3 separate regions of the Mus musculus genome follow, and all the other regions are linked to region 2. A link is a contact called in public promoter capture Hi-C data. All regions are on one chromosome and are shown on one strand. Each heading gives the region's core, a stretch centred on a gene start, on an enhancer-like site or on the middle of the called end of the contact. The rest is flanking DNA. Distances are from core to core; before and after follow the strand shown. Region 1 holds the start of Sec1 (secretory blood group 1). Region 2 holds the start of 2310016G11Rik (RIKEN cDNA 2310016G11 gene). Region 3 holds the start of Abcc8 (ATP-binding cassette, sub-family C (CFTR/MRP), member 8).

Region 1 (3,956 bases), core at 737-3,236, 1.0 Mb after region 2:
ATTATGGTAAGTGAGAGAGGAAAACAGGCCTGCCTTTTCCCCATCCTTCCACTTCCTTATTATAAATGGGAAAGGATGTTAGACCCTGAAGGACTGGTCTTCACCAGACAATGTTATCTGAGACAGAACAGCAGACAATGGTGGGAGACAGTGGGAGGAATCCCTGTTTCCTGTGTCTCCTGGTCCTCCATACTCTCACACTTGCTGTGCATCCTGTCCTTGAGCCTGACCTCTCTGAGAGCTGGAAGGAACGGAGGGATGGAGATGTAGAGAAGGCCCTGTCATATCCCTCCAGTCTCAGATCTGAGCCTTTGCCCCCCCCACCCCCACCCCTGCACAGCAGGGCCCAATACTGAGGCCCATGAGCTCAGCTCTCAGATACTCAGGGGTTGGGCCTAGCCAGAAAAGGATGGACCATTCCTGGTCACCGCTTTCTGTCCCAGAGCACAGGCTGCTTTGCCCCTAGGATCATCAACTGACTTCAGTGTCACCCGTCTTTGAGGTGGGGCTTCTCCTACTCACAGATCTGCCTTGCTAGCCAGCAACTAGCCCCGAGGTCTTCCTGGCCCTCCACACCACAGCACTGATTCACAGTAGCGTGACATCAGTCGAGTCTCAGGCCTTCCCACTCAATTCATTCTTTGGACCGCCAGTTTACCCCAGAGCCTTTCTGACAAGGCCCACCTCTCTGGAGGCTCCCACTCCTGGGAACCGGCTCACTGTGTAACACTAATGCTCTGGGCTTAGCTTAACATGCTGGTGCAAGCTCAAAACCTTCAGTTCTCAGGGGGCTGAGGCAGAGGGACGCCAGTGACTTCTGGATTGGCTTAGGCTACAGAGTAAGTTCTAGACCAGCGTCGACATTTTAGTGAGACCCTGGAATCTTGAGGCTACTGTTAATAGGAACATGACTCCAAGAGTCCCAGCCAGCATTATCTGACGTCCTTAGGATGCTCTCCCTGACTGATCTCTGGTGAGCATCCCTCTGGACCTCTGCCTCCCTCATCCTTCTTAATTTACTGCAACCCTAAAAACCCTGCTTCACATACTCTTCCTGATCCCATTTCTAGGCACGCACACACACACACCCAATTTCCCACCCTCCACCCCCATGTCCTGCAACTCACATGGCCCTTACAAGCACAATCTTGGATTTCTCCCCTCCCCCACTTCACATTCCACCAGCGTCCACCATCCTAAACCACAACATAACTCCTTCCCAACTTTGATCCTGGCCTCCCTTTAAACCAGTGGTTCTCAACCTTCCAAATGTGGTTCCTCCTGTTGTGGTGACCCTTTCAACCATAAAATTATTCCCGTTGCTACTTTATATCTGTAATGTTGCTACTGTTATGAATTGCAAACGAATTGCAACGTAAATACCTTTTTCCCAATGGTCCAAGGAGACCACTGTGAAAAAGATGGGTAGTCCCTCAAGGGGGTCACGACCCGCAAGCTGAGAACCACCAATCTAGGCCCTTGCCTGACCCTTCCCACCGCCACGTGACGGTGCCATCTTCATCAGGCCTGCCCTCCTCCGGGCTAGCCTCCCACTTGCCTGAGGTGGTGTCTTCCCTCAGTTCTGCACGCCCAGGTTTCAGCGTCGTCGTCGCAGCCGTCTGAGGCGGTGGGCCCCGAGTGGTGGCGGCTGGCCGTGCACGTGCTGGCTGTGTTCAAACAGCGTGCGTGGCCCGTGCGCCGCGGTGGCCAGGAGGCCTGGGTGCCACGTGCTGACCTAATCTGCGGCTGCCTGCGCCTGCGCCCTGGCGCTGACTACCTCCTGCTGGGCCGTGCTGCGCAGACCCACGACGACGACAACTATGACCCTGCGCGCCTCATCCTGAACCGCCACGGCCTCGCGCTGCCCTGGAGACCACGATGGGCCCGGCCGCTGCGGCGACTGCAGCAGAAGGAGCGCGGAGGTGCCTGCCGAGGCCTGCTGCCACCCACACGGAGCCCTGGGCCCAGGAACTAAAGTGAGCTACTAATGTAAGGTGTGAGTCCCCAGAGCCAATCAGAAGCTTCAGTGCCCGTGACGCCACTCCGCATGTGACGTTGCCTACGTTGGGACCGGAAGTGACTGCTTGGACCTGTGAGCCTTATAGGTTATTTGTCACAATAAAGGCTCATGTCTTGTGGAATTGTGTCTACAGATCACACACACACACACCCCATCCGTGTTGGGAGAGTCTTTCCAAGGCAACCGAAAAGGCCTTGATACACCAAGCTTAAGTTCTAAATAAATTACCTGGGAGAAAGTGGCCAGTGTACTTGGAAGTGAAAGGACTCCCGTGGAGTAACTGGGTTCTAGTAAGATTTGTGTTGCTTGATGATTAGCCAAAAGACAATAGACTAGGTATGGCTGGAAAAGGCAAGAAATTTGACAAAGGTGCCCGGTAGTCTCATATCCAGAAAGTTTGGCGTTTAAGATATTTTATTATTCTGATGGGCGAGGGGGAGGCTTCGACGACTATCATCTAATCTTGAAATATAGTCTAGATAGAGCCATGGTGGCCCAGTTCTCAGCACTTAGGAGGTGGGGGATCGGAAGTCCAGGGATTATTTAACAAGTGCAGTTTGAAGCTGAAACCTATTAATCGACATTAAGGCTTTGGAACAGGCCTGGCCCAGAGCAAGCACCCTATGAGTTTCCTGTTACTATTTGAATACCCAGAGGCCTCCCTTTCTCTGTGAGCACGCTGATGGGAAGATCTTGCTAGGATACAGAGGTAGTGGGCGTTGAGGGCAGGGGGAGAGGGTTAAGGAAGTTCACAGGGGTTGTGGGAACCACCCAAGCTGCGGGAGCTCCTCCCACCCAAGAGCCTGCGTGTAGAAGATGAAAGCCCAGAGCAGAGAGCCTTATGTGTTCCTTGTGACTCAAACTTTGTTTCTAGCAGCCGAAGCAAATTGGTGTGAAATCCACATCTGTACCACTTGCCGACCAGGCCCTTCCCTTCCCTCCCCTCCCCTCCTCACCCCTCCCCTCCCCTCCCCTCCCCTCCAGATGTCAGCCCTGCCTGTCCCTGCACAGTAATAGGGGTGGCACAGGTGGCCACCAGACCTCAAAGAAGACAAATTCTGTTCACCTCACCAGCTAGACAAATGACTTCATGGTGTGTGTGGGGGGGGGGGGCAGGGGGTGGGGGTGATCTCCTGAAGTCTTTATTTGTTCATGGTGTATGTGTGGGGGTGGGCGGAATCTCCTGAAGTCTGTATTTGTTCCAGTAGGAATTTGCCCACAAGGAAGGGGCAAGAAAGGCAACTCCAGATGAAGCGAAAGGTTTCTGGAAAGATCCAGAAACAGGCTGGGCTGGAGCTCAACTTGGTAGCGTTAGCGTGCATGTGGCTCTGGGTTTGGTCCCCCACAAGCCCACTGTAAACCAGGTATAGTGGTAAATGCCTATCAGCCCAGCATTGAAGAGCTACAAAGCAGGAGGACCAGAGGTTCATTTTTAGCTACATAATGAGTTAGATATAATAATGGGCTACCAGAGATCCTATCTCAAAAACAACAGCAAAAGTCCAGAGGCTAAAGGCCTAGTGTAGCAGAGAGATTCAAGCAAGGTCTGTTTTACTCCTGTAATCTCAGCACTTGGAAGGCTGGAGCAGAAAAGGCTGCAGTTGGAGCTGGAGGCTAGCCTGCACTATACAGGGAAACCTTGTCTCAAAACACTATTTTTCACTGTACTATATGGCTTAAGAAAACAAACACTTGGGCCACAGAGATGGTTCAGTGATTGACTGCTCTGACTGCTCTTCCAGAGGTCCTGAGTTCAAATCCCAGCAACCACATAATGTCTCACAATCATCTGTAATGGGATCCAATGCCCTCTTCAGGTGTGTCTGAAGACAGCTACGGTGTATTCATAGAAAACAAACAAATAAATCTTAAAAACAAAACAAAACAAAACAGAAGCCTGTGAAGACAGAGGCAGATACTGGAATTAGATGGCCAC
Region 2 (3,693 bases), core at 402-2,901:
AGACCTATTATTTGTGTGTATGTGTGCTTGGCTGAGATTATATGCACCACATGTATGCAAGTTCCCACAGTGGTCAGAAGGTGGCAGCAGCTCCCTGGAACTGGAGCAACGTGTTATGGTTGCAGCTCTCTCCAAGAACAATCAGTGCTATAAAACGTCAGCAGTCTCTATACCCCACTTTTTTATAAAAAAGAAAAAACCACATTTACATGTAAGGGTGCTTGCCTGCATGTGGTATGTTTATACCACATGCATCCAGTATCCATGGAGGCCAGAAGAGGGATTCCCGAGAACTGTAGATACGCATAGCTGGCTCTGAACCATCATGTAGGTCCTGGGGCTTGAGATCCTCTGGGAGAGCAGCCAGCCAGAGCTGTTACCACACAGCCACCTCTCCAGTACCCACCCCCAAATGTGGTTACTATAAAACTTAAATACACTCATGGCTTGGGCTCTGTTTATACTAGACAGTAAATACCATTCTCATCTCAAGAAACAGAATAAAAAGATACATTGTTATAAACATGCAAATGGTTTAAATGGTGATAAATGGCTGTGGGAGGTATAGGGCAGGGGAACTATACCTCCTGCTGGGGCTGGGACTGTGTTCACATTTTTAACTGGACTGACTGGAGAACCCTTCCCTAAAGACTCAGGTCTTTAAAGACCTGAGTGACTCTAACCAGCAGGCTACTGGGGTGCAGGGACAAAGCAAAGGCCCTGGGACAGGAATGTGCCTTGTGTCTGCAGCTGAAATGAGAAGAGGGCAGGAGGTGAGGTGGCAAGGACAGTAAAGGTTGCCACCACGGTTGACACTCTAAGATGGGGCCCAGGTGGGGCACGGCTGACGTTTTGTGCACCGCTCGGTCGTGCCTGCCCCATAATTACAGGTTGATTGCCCAGTCCCTGAAGTCTCTCTGGCTTCATGCATTCACTCGTTCTCACGTTCAGTCAACATTCTCAGAGGCCTTTCAGAGCCCAGGCTCTGGAAACCTGTCACGAGTTGCTGGGGCCCTGCCTTTCAGCAGGTCTTGGGGTATGGACCCAGCTAAGTCTCAAGACTCTTTAAGAAAGCTTGCAAGAGGCAGTCAGGGTGTCTGGGCCTTTCCCCCTACTTCCAGGGATGCTGACTAGGAAACACAGCCAATTCAGGGTTGTCCAATATCCTGCAGAAAATGGCCCACAGCAAGCAGCCCCTACTGACCCACCGCCTCATCCCCACTCAGACAACACCTGAAGACACCTGCATCTCTGCTTTCCATTTTCACTTCTGTGTACCAGGCTAATGGCACCTCCAACACACACCTTAGGGGCATCCATCCAAGCGCTCAGCTTGTTCAAGAGGTGTCCTCCCAGATCTTGTTCTCTCAAGCTTGCCCCAGGAGCCTCTCCCACATGCAAACCTCCTCTGCCTCGGGACCCTCTTGGCCCTCCTCACACACACCAACCTCAGTAGCCTGGTTCCCACTCACTTTGGCCCCCTGTGCTCCACAAATGGTCAGCCCAAAGAGCCGAGGATCGCCCCAGGCTCCAGTGTGGTAGATACACCCAGAGCCAAGCCCCATCCCAGGGACTTTAACCCACCCCACCCACTTGCTTCCTCTCCAGCCCTGTAGCCTTTGACCAGGAAGAGTTTGGTGGCTTTGTACCTCACAGCCCTGCTGTTCCCAACAGCTTAAGAGCAGCCGCAAGCCTCCTCAGACCAAGAGTCCAGGCCCAGAACCCCGGAGTGGGATCTCCAGCCCTGTCTCCATTGGACACGGGTGATGTCGAGAGGTTTGCTGCAGCCGTGGGTCGGAAGTGGGGATGTGGGGATTCAGGGAAGTTAACCAAGCCAAGAGGGTGGGCCCAGGGCCTGGCCCCAAATGGCTGAGCCCCAGCCACACACCCCTCCCTCAGGCAGCAGGAATGCGGTGCCAGGACTCATTAGTGTCACTTAGGCAGGTGAGAGCACCTGGGAGGAGCAGACAGAGCTGTGTGGAAAAGGAAAGCAGCCAGGGCCCCGCCCGCCTGGGCAGAGGCTGGGGCAGCACCAAGCTTATGACCTCAGCTAATGGGTGACATAGATCCCGTCCTGCCCCAGCCTCCTCCCTCAGACTCAAGGGGCCAGGACCCACCTTCTTCCCTCAGACACAGGGGTCCTGACCCCAGCTCTCCTCCCTCAGGCCCAGACGTCCAGACCCCAGTTTCTCTCTCAGATTCAGGGGTCCAGAACCCAACCTCTTCCTACAAACCCAGGGGTACTGACCCCAGCCCAGCCTCCTCCCTCAGTCCTAGATTGGTCAGGACCCGGTCCTTTTTCCTCAGACCCTGGGATCCTGGCCCCAGCCCTTCTCCCTCAGGTACAGAAGTCCAGACCTCAGCTTTCCTCCCTCAGGCACACGAGTCCAGACCTCAGCCCTCCTCCTTCAGACACATGAGTCCAGACCTCAGCCCTCCTCCTTCAGACACATGAGTCCAGACCTCAGCCCTCCTCCTTTAGACACTAGGGTCCAGACCTCTGCTCTCCTCGCTCAGACACTGGGTTCCACGCTCAGCTTCTTCCCTCTGACTTGGGGTACCTGGCTCATTATCGCTCTGGGAGCATGGATCCTAACTCCCTCTCGTCCCGACCCAGCGCCCTATGGCATAGCTCCTTTATCCCGCGGATCCCGAGGCTACCTGGGCGCCTGGCGGTAGAGATGGGGAGGCCTCCGAGTCCAGATCCTCTCCAGCACCCAGGTGAGGCCGGCTCTGCGGTCCAGCAAGAGGTGGGGCCTCTCCCGTCAGGAAGGCAGGACCGGGTTCTGACGTCTCCTGACACCTGCCGGGCTGGGCGGGGGGCGGGGCCTGGCACAGCAGCCAGCAAAGATAGAACCTGTTGCCAAGTGGGCGGCTGTGGGCAAAGGTGAAGGGCTGGCACAGAGCCGGACTAAGTATGCTAGGGTTCGAATCTCCCTCCAGCCTTCTGAACCTTCACTTTCTTCGCTAGGAATTGAGGCTCATGAGATCAACAAAAATTATTTGAGGAAAAGGACCCAGGTCTCTGTTCTGTTTTATCGTGGTTTTTTTTTTTTTTTTCTTTCTTTCTTTCTTTCTTAGAATCTCAGTTTCCTGAACCCTGGAAGTGGGATGCCCCAATCCTCAGATATGATGTCAAAATGCTATGCCAGCCTCAGGCTTGGGTCTTCTCCTCAATCGAGAAGGTGATCGAGGAGGAGACATCGGGTGATCATGCCTACGATAAACTTGTGGCTTAAGAGGTGTTAAGAGGTATGGCTTACAGAACAATTTATTTTTGTTTTTTGTTTTTCAGATACAGGGTCTTAAGTAGCCCAGGCTCGCCTGGAACTCATCATGTAGCTGAGGCTGGTCTTGAACTCCTGATTACTATTATGATGTTTAAAAAAAAAAAAAAGCCACAGGGCCAGGCACACCAGGTCCCTGTGTTCCCCACCTCGGTCCAGTCTATATCTTCACTCTCTGTGAGATGGAAACCACACAAACCTACCTCAAATCCATTCTCCTACACTGGAGGGGAGTTTAGTTATACATTAAAGTGCCCATGTCCATTGTGAGGCTTGGTGGCACACTCTTGTCATCGCGGCCCTTGAGAGGCTCAGGCAGGAAGGTTGGGGGTTGAGGTCAACTCGGTCTACACAGTGAGTTCAGAAGCTATCTCCAAAAAAAACAAAAAACACAAAAAAAACAAAC
Region 3 (3,631 bases), core at 930-3,429, 1.5 Mb after region 2:
CCCAGATCATGTCTGTGTGGTAGGATTTGATTTATCGTCCTAGGAGTCAACGTTTGCAGAGCTTTTGTGGGCTGTGCACTGTGAATACAAAGAGGACAGGCATCCCAGACCTCACATTCTGACAGCTTTGCGAATGGAAACTTGGACACACTTTCCGGTCTGTAGGAGAGGTGAGGGAAGGGGTGAATGTGGGGGCAAGAGTGGGGCTAGAGGCAGGTGGGGCTGTATCGGGACAAAGATGAGGGCCCAGAGATCCTTGAATCTTGTAAATGAATGGGAACCAAGGAGAGGCCTTCAGTAAGAACAAGTGACAGGATTTACTGTCCCCTCACGCACTTCAGTCACTTTCAGAGAGACCGGGTATTGCCCACAGCAGCTGGGACACTCTGACAAGGCTCTCCAATGGTCTCACTGGGAACTGGTACAGAAATCTGCACCCCTTTATCCTCCAGACTGATGGTAGGCCCTGCGTCTCATATGTGCCTAAGGCCTGGCGCAGTTCACACCAGGTACTGGTTTACAGAAGGCCGATGAGCAGGCACAGGGAGGGTCTCCTGCAGCTTCCCCACTCCCCTGGAGCTCACTTACCCATCAGACAGGATACCCTCAGCGATCTCACACACCAGGACAAAGAGCAGCATGAAGGTAAGGATCCAGCGCAGGTTGTGGCCAGGGAAATGGAGCCAGGTGCTATGGTGAATGTGTACCTTGGAGCTCTGGCTGCCCCATCCTGTGGGGAGAGACGCAGAAGGCAGGACGCCCACCTGGAGGCCCAGCATGGTGATAAGGAGACCATGCAAATCCTCCTTCCCCAGGGATGAGCATATGAACTGGATATCCAGGCACAAAGCCTGAGCCTGCAGGCCGGTCCTAAGCAGGGACCACCACACTGACCTCTTGTGTGACTGTCTACCCATTCTGTTTCGTTTCTGCTAGACATATGGGCATGCACATCATTTACCTCTGTCAGTAACTAGCAGCTTCCTTCTGCAGCAGCTCTTTATTTATTTATTTATTTATTTATTTATTTATTTTTGAGACGGGGTCTTATGTTGCCCACACGAGCCTTGAACTTCCTATGTAACTGAAGATGACCTTAAACTCCCTGATCCTCCTGCCCCCACCTCCCAAGAACCGAGATTTCCAGGATAGCCCGGCTCAGCAACTTTTTACTAATTTAGTTCAATGGCCACCTCGGCCTTCTACCCTAAAGAGTTTTAAAGATTTGCTATTTCTCTTAATTAATGTAAATGAACAGTCAACACTCTTTGAACAGAGCTGATTGGCCTGAGAGATTCAAGGATGTGGAGAGGAAGGGACCAGACTGGGCGCCCAACTTTGTAGACCACTTTCAGGCAAGCGCGCTGGGAGTCGAAGGGGGTTCCTAAATCTGATCTGAGTTGACTCACACTGTCCTGAAGAAGTTACAAGAGAAGAACTGCCTTTGGGGGTGGCGGGATACCGGCACCCAAACTCTATCTCTTTGCAACGTGGAACGGACCCCGGGCCTGGGAAATGCTCTGCCCAAAGTCGGGAAGTTGGGCCACCGGAACAGCTCGCTGACCTCCACCACCAACCTCCCTGGCTGGAGTCTGAGCTCCCTCCCGAGTCTGTGACAGCACGGCCGGGGGGAAAGGATGGCCTGGCTCCCGCCGCAGCGTCACTCAGGGTGAGGCCGATTCCCTCGCGTGCAGAGCCCCATCCCGAGTCAGGCTCTGCGGTAGCAAAACTTGGGGATCCCTAAGGTCGCTAGCGCCCATCGTGTCTGGCGCGAGTTCAAGGATAGGGGAGGGTGCGAGGGGAAAAAAAAAGAGACGCACAGCAGGGGACCCAGGAAGACCAGCAAGCCGGTGGTGCGGGACTGCCGGGGCCGCGCGCCACCCCCACCCCGGCCACTCGTCCTTCCCCCACCCGTCCTCCCGCCCTCCGTCGCTGGGCGCGCGCTCACCGATGAAGAGGATGGGGAATGTGATGAAGAGCAGGAAGACATGTGGCACTACGTTGAGCGCGTCCACGAAGCAGCCGTTGTTGAGGACACCTTGGTCCACCCGGTAGGCGGCCGAGTGGTTCTCGGTGCCGCAGAAGGCCAAGGGCATGGTGGCGCGCGCACGGGCTCTGCTCTGGCTCCGCGCGCCTCCCGCGCCTCTGTTCCTCGCAGCACCCTGGGCTCCCGCACGGCCCGCCCCGCCCCGCCCCGGCCCGCCCCGCCCCCACCTGCCGCTGGGCCCCGCCCTTCCAGCTGCTCTTGTGGGGCGAGGGTGGGGTCTCACCCAATGCGCACGTGCGCTGGGTGCGCAGGCGAGGCGGTGTCTGAGTGGGAGTAGTAACCAAGATGATCCGGGTGAGCCCGGAGTGCGTGGATTTGGGATTCCCGAATGTTGATTCTCTGGAACTAGGCTCAGCTGGATGTAGATCAGAGGGGTCCCCATAGGAACAGAGTGGCACAAGCCCGTACCCGATTCGGTCCAAAGAAACTAAAGAACTTGAACTTAGGAGGGTGCGTGGGAATTTTCAAGTGTCTCTGGCGCGGGGTCGCAGAGTGACCTCACAGCCTGTCCCGATCTTTCCCCTAAAAGATTCAAGGTGTCCTTGCTAGCCAGTGGGAACCTGGCCTGAATCTAGCTCTCTTCCCTTGTGGTGATTAGGGTTTTTGTTTTGTTTTTGTTTGTTTGTTTAAAGATTGGTTTTCTCTCTCTCTCTCTCTCTCTCTCTCTCTCTCTCTCTCTCTCTCTCTGTGTGTGTGTGTGTGTGTGTGTGTGTGTGTGTGTAGGTACCAATAGAGGCCAGAAGAGGAACTTGGATCCCCTGGAGCTGGAATTATTGGTTGAGAGCTGCCTGGCATGGGCGTTACTGGGAACAGAACTTGGTCTCCTCAAGAGAGCCCATGGGAATACTCTTAACCACGGGGACTTCTCCCCAGTGCCTGATAGTTTTTAATTGTCCACTTGCCACAACCTAGAATCAATTAAGAGCCTCAGTTGAGGAATTGCCTAAATCAGGCTGGCCCGTGGGTATGTCTGTGGCTAACTGTCTTGATTATTAATTACTGTGGGAGGACCCAGCCCACTGTGGGCAACACTATTTCATGAACAGGGCCCTGGACTGTGTAAGAGTGGAGAGAGCTAGGTGAGCAGTAGGAGAGCAAGCAAGGACCAGAGAGCAAGTAAGGGAGAACCAGAGAGCAAGCAAGGGAGGACCAGGGAGCAAGCAAGGGAGGACCAGGAAGCAAGCAAGGGAGGACCAGGGAGCAAGCAAGGGAGGACTACAGAGCAAGCAAGGGAGGACCAGAGAGCAAGCAAGGGAGGACCAGAGAGCAAGCAAGGGAGGATCAGAGAGCAAGCAAGGGAGGATCAGAGAGCAAGCAAGGGAGGATCAGAGAGCAAGCAAGGGAGGGTCAGAGAGCAAGCAAGGGAGGACCAGAGAGCAAGCAAGGGAGGACCAGAGAGCAAGCAAGGGAGGATCAGAGACCAAGCTTATCCTTTCTGGTTTTGCCTGTGGATGTGATACTATAAGCACATGCATGTATCCACTCCCACTGCTGTGGACTCTAGCATTCCTTTTTTCTTATATCATCATAATTATCATCTTCCTCCTCCTCCTCCTCCTCCTCCTCCTCCTCCTCCTCCTCCTC

What was found. Promoter capture Hi-C pulls out the DNA fragments that hold promoters and counts their contacts. Capture Hi-C pulls out chosen DNA fragments and counts their contacts.
Region 1: a promoter capture Hi-C map of liver shows a contact between it and region 2, with 5 times the contacts expected there. The contact joins the promoter of Sec1 here to the promoter of 2310016G11Rik in region 2. A contact is called at or near these places in 2 of 39 promoter capture datasets (both in liver).
Region 3: a promoter capture Hi-C map of liver shows a contact between it and region 2, with 3 times the contacts expected there. The contact joins the promoter of Abcc8 here to the promoter of 2310016G11Rik in region 2. A contact is called at or near these places in 1 of 39 promoter capture datasets (pre-B cells) and 1 of 9 other capture datasets (liver).

What each region holds. Positions count from the first base shown.
Region 1 is chr7:45,692,416-45,696,371 of GRCm38.p6, forward strand. Sec1 (secretory blood group 1) reads right to left here and starts at 1,987. Exons shown (of 4, transcript NM_001271578.1): 1 at 1,559-1,987. It overlaps Ntn5 (netrin 5), which reads left to right. Exons shown (of 7, transcript NM_001358870.1): 6 at 1-6; 7 at 1,581-2,141. The coding sequence ends at 1,975.
Region 2 is chr7:44,666,582-44,670,274 of GRCm38.p6, forward strand. It overlaps 2310016G11Rik (RIKEN cDNA 2310016G11 gene), which reads left to right and starts at 1,652. Exons shown (of 5, transcript NR_152106.1): 1 at 1,652-1,776; 2 at 2,618-2,721; 3 at 3,082-3,252. All of the region lies in intron 1 of Myh14 (myosin, heavy polypeptide 14), which reads right to left.
Region 3 is chr7:46,177,854-46,181,484 of GRCm38.p6, forward strand. It overlaps Abcc8 (ATP-binding cassette, sub-family C (CFTR/MRP), member 8), which reads right to left and starts at 2,180. Exons shown (of 39, transcript NM_011510.3): 1 at 1,949-2,180; 2 at 589-730. The coding sequence starts at 2,096.